2 separate regions of the Mus musculus genome follow, and region 1 is linked to region 2. The links are chromatin contacts, called in public Hi-C maps. All regions are on one chromosome and are shown on one strand. Each heading gives the region's core, a stretch centred on a gene start, on an enhancer-like site or on the middle of the called end of the contact. The rest is flanking DNA. Distances are from core to core; before and after follow the strand shown.

Region 1 (2,786 bases), core at 65-2,564, 460 kb after region 2:
GCACATATTCCTGTGTGTATATATGTGTGTGTGTATGCATGTGTATGTGCATATGTGTATATGTGTGTGAGTGCATATGTGTGCCTATACATGGTTGTATGTGTGGATGTCCATGTGTATATATTGCACATGTAGGTGCACATGTGTGGGTACATGTACTCATGCCTGGGTATGTGTGTGTGTTTGTGTGCATATGTTCTAATGGGAGTACCTGTGCATATGTGTGCATGCATTTGTTACTGTCTGTGCACAAGCATGGGTATATGCGTAGGTGTCTATATCTATGTATATATGGTTGTGTGCACACATGTAAACTATGTGTATATATGTGTGCATGTGTGTATAAGTGTATGTGTGAGTATGTATATCTTTTTAAATAGTATGCATATTGAACTAAAGAAATGAGAATGTGATATGGAAACCTTAGGATGTTTCCTATTTTAGGGAGTCCTTTTAAAGAAAACCTTTCAAGGAATGTGATCTTAGAAACAGGTTTGTGCATGGAATGTTTATAATATAGGTGGCATGTTGGCTCTTTATGGAGATCTTGGATCCTCTTGGGGGGCCCAATGCAATGTGCAGGGTCTGCTTTGTTCTTGCTCCTCTGCCTGCATTTGTCCTGGAGAAGATGATGGAACAGGACTCCCCTGACGAGTTTCAGGAGTGGGTTCCCATCTGGATTCCTTGTGTATTGTCCTGTCTAAACACAGATACAGATGGTGAGCCTGCTGCTCTTTTCATGGACGTTGCCAAAATCGCAAGCAGGTCTGTTTCCCCTTCTTTTCTAGAGACTAGGCAATGCCCAAAGTATGTGGGGGTCGAGATTCAGAAGTTGACTCTCTTGTAGGCCTGTAACACTCCAAGGTCTTCCTTCACTCAATGAGGTCCCTTTTGGGTCAGCTTTCCCTCTAGTTTAAATGTGAAGCTACAGAGAATGATGCCATGACCTTACTATACAGTGGGCAGTAAACATGAATAAGAAGGTGTACCATACCTTTGAGCCCAGGGATAAAATTAATTGTGCAGAAGTCTGCACAGAACCAGCCACCTGACTCCCCGTCTTCCTGGAAGCTGAAGGCCACAGCGTGTCCTGTGTGGGCATCTGCACCATGTTCTGGAGTTGCTTGATGCTTAAGCTTTTTTGGCTTCTGTGTAAGAGTTGCTGTGCCTCCCTTATATCTCTGGCCACTTTCCTGTTTTCTGTGCTTCATGTTAGGTTCCTTGCCACAGATTGAACTCACTCCACCCATGTGCTGCTTGCATCCCGTGCCCTGGCTCAGCATTATCCCTTCTGTTTGGACACCCTGAACTCAGCACATCTGTATAAGGCTCGAGGAGCAACCGCCCACTGAGCTGATACAGTGTGAGTTGGCCTGGTCTCTGTGGTTTTCTGCCCAGACATGTTTTGCCAAGCACATTAATGGTCCGTTTTCTGTGCCTCATGTGATTCTTCAGATCTCTGCTGCATTCTCTGATGGCTAATTAGTCACTGCTGTGGTTTATCTTTGCATTGCTCTGACTTTTTTTAAATGAATGACTTACATAACAATATATATTCTTATTTTATTATAAGATATTTAATACAAGAAGTATTGTAAGGGAATGATTCCATAGGAGAATATCTTAATATTTATCTTAGAGACCCACATTTGCAGTACCTGGGGCAGTGCTTATGATGGTATTTGGCACATTGACTTTAGGAACCAATGTTTCCTTGGGGGAGACATCAGCATCACATCCCAAAGTTAAACTTGAGCTGTATCTTCATTAATCTTTTATGTGATGCATTTCTTGAGGTTAGATTTTTGGTGGGTGTCCCAGAAGAGCTTTTATCATGAATCAAGAAAGGCCATTAGAAAAAAGATAAAGCCTAGAAAGATGCTCAAGAAAAAAGCAGATGGCTATCAGAGGACAGAAAAAAACATTCCCATAAGAGTTGGAGAGGTCATGTAGAGAAACACCATCAGGATCAGAGAAGATGGAATAAGGAAAATAAAGATACAATCAGACACTATCAAGACTGTTGAAGGGCAGTCATGAGCACAGAGCACAGAGGAGGAAGGGTGGTGAGAAGCCGTGTGGAAGGGTTATAAGAGCCAGGTAGACGCACATGGGATGGGGATGGGGGTCACAAAGGGCTTGCTCTGCCATAAGAACATTGACTTTCTCTTGAAATCATACGGAGATTTTAGAGAAGCTTATAGAATAAAAAAAATCATGAATAGATGACATTGTCCATCAGTCTGGTTACATTGCAGAGAAGAAACCATAAGTGTGAAGGTAGGAGAAATGTTAGCCAACCATATTGGGCTGGGGAATGTGTGCATTTAAACTGTGGCCACTTACCAAAGTCCTTCTAGTGATCAAAGTTCCATTTATAGGGGCCAGCAAGATGGCTCAGCAGGTATACATGCTTGCTGCCAAGAATAATGACCTGAGTTTCAGCTGACAACCTGAGTTCAACCTCCCAGACCAAGTGCAACAAAGGAACCAACTGCTTGTCCTCTTATCTTTTCATGCCCCTGCCCATGTATACATACACAAAATATAATAGGCATCAGAGCCCCATAAGTTCAGCCTTCCCCTTAAATATGGGAATTCTTTAATGTGGGAACATGGAGGCCAGGGAAGTTATCTAACGTGAACCACTGAGGCCATCTTTGCGCCTTCAACAATAGCTGAAATATAGCATCCTGGCATTGGCCACTCCTGCATCCATCTGCTCAGTTGCTGTAACTGGCTGGTTCCAGTACATTGTGATTTCTACTTGTAAATAAGGAGTTGCT
Region 2 (2,819 bases), core at 52-2,551:
CCGCAAACCCTAGAAGGTACTATTCTCATCGAGTGTAAAAGATGTTTTCTTACTCATTCACAATTATAGAATATTTCCATTTCCACTATCGCATGCATCATGAGTTCATATGTAACTAGCCCATACCTTTCAACTTTGAAGAAACGGAGACTGACTCGTAATTTTGGCCACGGTGTCTGACCTCTCCACGGTAGACATGCCCCTGACTCTCCATCCAGGAAGTGTCCATTAAAGAACCTCAAGACAAGCCAAGAGTCTTCTGAAACCCTGGAGAAGACCCACGTCACGCTCAGGCCTTAAAGGGAGAGAGATGCCTTAAGGGAAGTGGATTTTATTTTTACCCGACAGAAAATAACCCCCAACTGGGAAAAGGGTTTTGTCTTAGATAGCTTCACTTTGAGTGGAGGGCGAGACAATCCTGGGCAACCAGACTTATTAGTAGGCTGAGGCTGCCTACCAGAGAGGATGTGAGGGAAAGGGTTGGAGATGGTATACTGTGAGTACCTGCCTTGAGTGGGTGGACCGGTTGAAACGGGAAGCTCTAAGCCTGTTAAGTATGGAGCTGTGGAGTCAAGAAGGAAGGGAGCCTGGGGACGCCCAGGAACCCCCCGAAGATGTAGCTGTGGTGAGGCCCCCTGAGGAGGCCCCAAGGAGGGTAGAGGGGCCTGAAGTCTCCCCGGATGTGCACCAGTTAAGTGTCCCAGAAGGGGCAAGAAGGGTGGTGAGACCTAGAGTCTCTAGGTATGTGGAGATTGTGGAAGTTTCTGAGGAGGAACAGGTGGAAAACCCGAGGGAGAGAAGAGAAACGGAGACAATACTGCAAGTTGTGGAGTCTGAAACTGGGGAGGAATCTGGGCTGTCCGGAGAGATCAGTGAGAAGGGCAGAGGGCCAGAAAGGCCCAAGAAGAAACGGAAACTTCGCCAACACAACCTGGAGGAGCACCTGGGCTGGCAGCAGGATCAAGGAAAGGATTCAAGCCAGCTTAGCCAGGACCAGGAGCACCACTTAGAGCCCTACACGGAGGGGACAGAGCAGCACTATCACTCAAGGGCAGTGAAGCGCAAGAGCTTAACTGCCAATCTGCTGGACCGCTCCAAGAGTCAGGCCAAGTACCACCTGGAGAGGAAATCCAGTCAGCGGAACCGCCAGGAGTCTTCGGCTCAGGGCGCCTCGTCCTTGGCTCCTCACCCGTCCAAGGCAACTCGCCAGGTCATGGCGCCTCCCGGGTCTCAGGAATTTCGCTCGTCTCTAGCTCCTCCCTCTTCTCAGGCTCCTGGGCTGTCCCCAGTGTCTCCAGTGCCTCTGGTGCTCCAGATGCCTCTGGAGTCGCAGCAATCGGACAGCTTAAAGAATGAGAGCTCCAGCTGGATTGCGGAGGCGGAGCTGAAAACCAGGAGGCAGACGATCCGCTTCAGCCTCCGCCCCAAGTCATCCCGCCGCCTGTCACAGAGGTCCTTCAATGCCTTCAACGAGCTGGCAAAGCTAGGTGACCCCGACCTGCTGGAGATGGTGGAGCAGGAAGGTAAGGCTGGCGCTGAGCGGGCGCGCGAACCTTCTTCGCATGGGGTTTCTGCGGGGACGTTGGCAGCTGTAGGTTTCTGTCCCGGGAACGTTCTTAGTGTCGTGAGCCCCGCGCTGCGCCATGCCTGCCAGGCAGGTAATGGGAGACATTCTGCGCCCCGCGATGTCCCCTGATGCATCTGTGCTCCAAGGACCTACAACCTGTGACTTCCTAGGATCCGGACATCTGTCTCAGACCCCGAGTAATTGGCCTGGTGTGGGTCCCTGGCTCAGGAATTCTGCTCCTGAAATGTGGCTTTTTCCAAAGATAGCCTGCACAGGTGGCGATCCTCCAGTTAGGGGCTGGCCCTGAGTTCTTCCTGTCAGCTTCTGCCCCCAAGTGTTGGGCTTCATGGATTGGGCCACCATCATGCTGCATATGCATCATGTCTTCCCTTTTAAAAACAGCTTTTTATTGAGACATATCTGCATCCCGTGAAAGTCAGCAGCTAAGTGCAAAATGATTGGATTCTATGTATTTACAAAGTTTTGTGACCATCTCAACAGGGTCATTTTATGTCATCTTCCTCGTGTCAGTTAATCATCCTCTATGTAGCCATTCTCCACTTCTAGGCACAGGCACTTGTACTGCTTGCCTCTGTAGATTTCCTTAGCTCAGATACTCAAGGAAGTAGAGCCAAAAAGTTCGTGCTCTCAGACAAAACTGGCTTCTGTCTTGGCATGTTCTAAACTTCAGTCATGTGCAGCACCATTCCTTGTATTTGACATATAGTATTCCCTTGTGGAGGAAGCCGCACGCATCCATTTGCCAAACGCTGAACATATAACAGATTTCCTGACTTATACTAATACAAACTACACAGCAATAAGCATTCATTTGAAAGTTATTGTTTAAGCATTGGTTTTCACTTTTCTGTCACAGAAGGTCTGTGGAACACATAGTCACTCTGCATTGAATACTTTGGAAAGTGACCTCACTGTGTTCTAAGTGTTGCCCAGTTTTTGATCCCACCAGTGGCTTCTATTTCTTCTTTGAAGGAAAAATATAAAACAAAAATGCATATGATGTGATATTTTCTGGGTAATAAAGAATATTTCATTGCATCCACATGGAGATGAAATATTGCAGTTTTTAGGCATTTGCATCTCAATTAAATTTAGCCTCAAGGTGGGCCTACTTACTAGAAGCTATTTAGTTACTAACCCTTTGTCATGAGGACATGTGTAGCTTCTGTCTCCCCAGGAATCGCAGAACATTCCTGAAACTAATTGCTTTTCATGGCAAATGCCATTGTGA

What was found. A called contact is a pair of places that touch in the nucleus more often than the background predicts.
Region 1: a contact with region 2 is called in a Hi-C map of embryonic fibroblasts, with 5 times the contacts expected there. The contact joins the enhancer-like site here to the promoter of Ano5 in region 2. A contact is called at or near these places in 10 of 39 promoter capture datasets (the 3T3-L1 cell line, 3T3-L1-derived adipocytes, the C10 cell line and 5 more), 3 of 15 datasets of contacts at CTCF or cohesin (the NIH/3T3 cell line and pro-B cells), 65 of 484 Hi-C or Micro-C datasets (the 3T3-L1 cell line, 3T3-L1-derived adipocytes, the Ba/F3 cell line and 36 more) and 4 of 115 datasets of contacts at active chromatin or transcription factors (the NIH/3T3 cell line, astrocytes, craniofacial prominence and 1 more).

Annotation. Positions count from the first base shown.
Region 1 is chr7:51,966,442-51,969,227 of GRCm38.p6, forward strand. All of the region lies in intron 7 of Gas2 (growth arrest specific 2), which reads left to right. Among named protein-coding and RNA genes, the nearest start is that of Svip, 38 kb to the right of the region's middle. Within about 2 kb of position 1,315, at least 18 of the 459 cell types and tissues checked have an H3K27ac peak or open chromatin away from gene starts, as enhancers often do. A contact at or near this core is called in the C2C12 cell line, the HL-1 cell line, the MC3T3-E1 cell line and 2 more, where this site is marked.
Region 2 is chr7:51,509,728-51,512,546 of GRCm38.p6, forward strand. It overlaps Ano5 (anoctamin 5), which reads left to right and starts at 1,302. Exons shown (of 22, transcript NM_177694.6): 1 at 1,302-1,523. The coding sequence starts at 1,508. It overlaps Gm33190 (a long non-coding RNA gene), which reads right to left and starts at 1,259. Exons shown (of 5, transcript XR_001778128.2): 1 at 1,190-1,259; 2 at 127-295.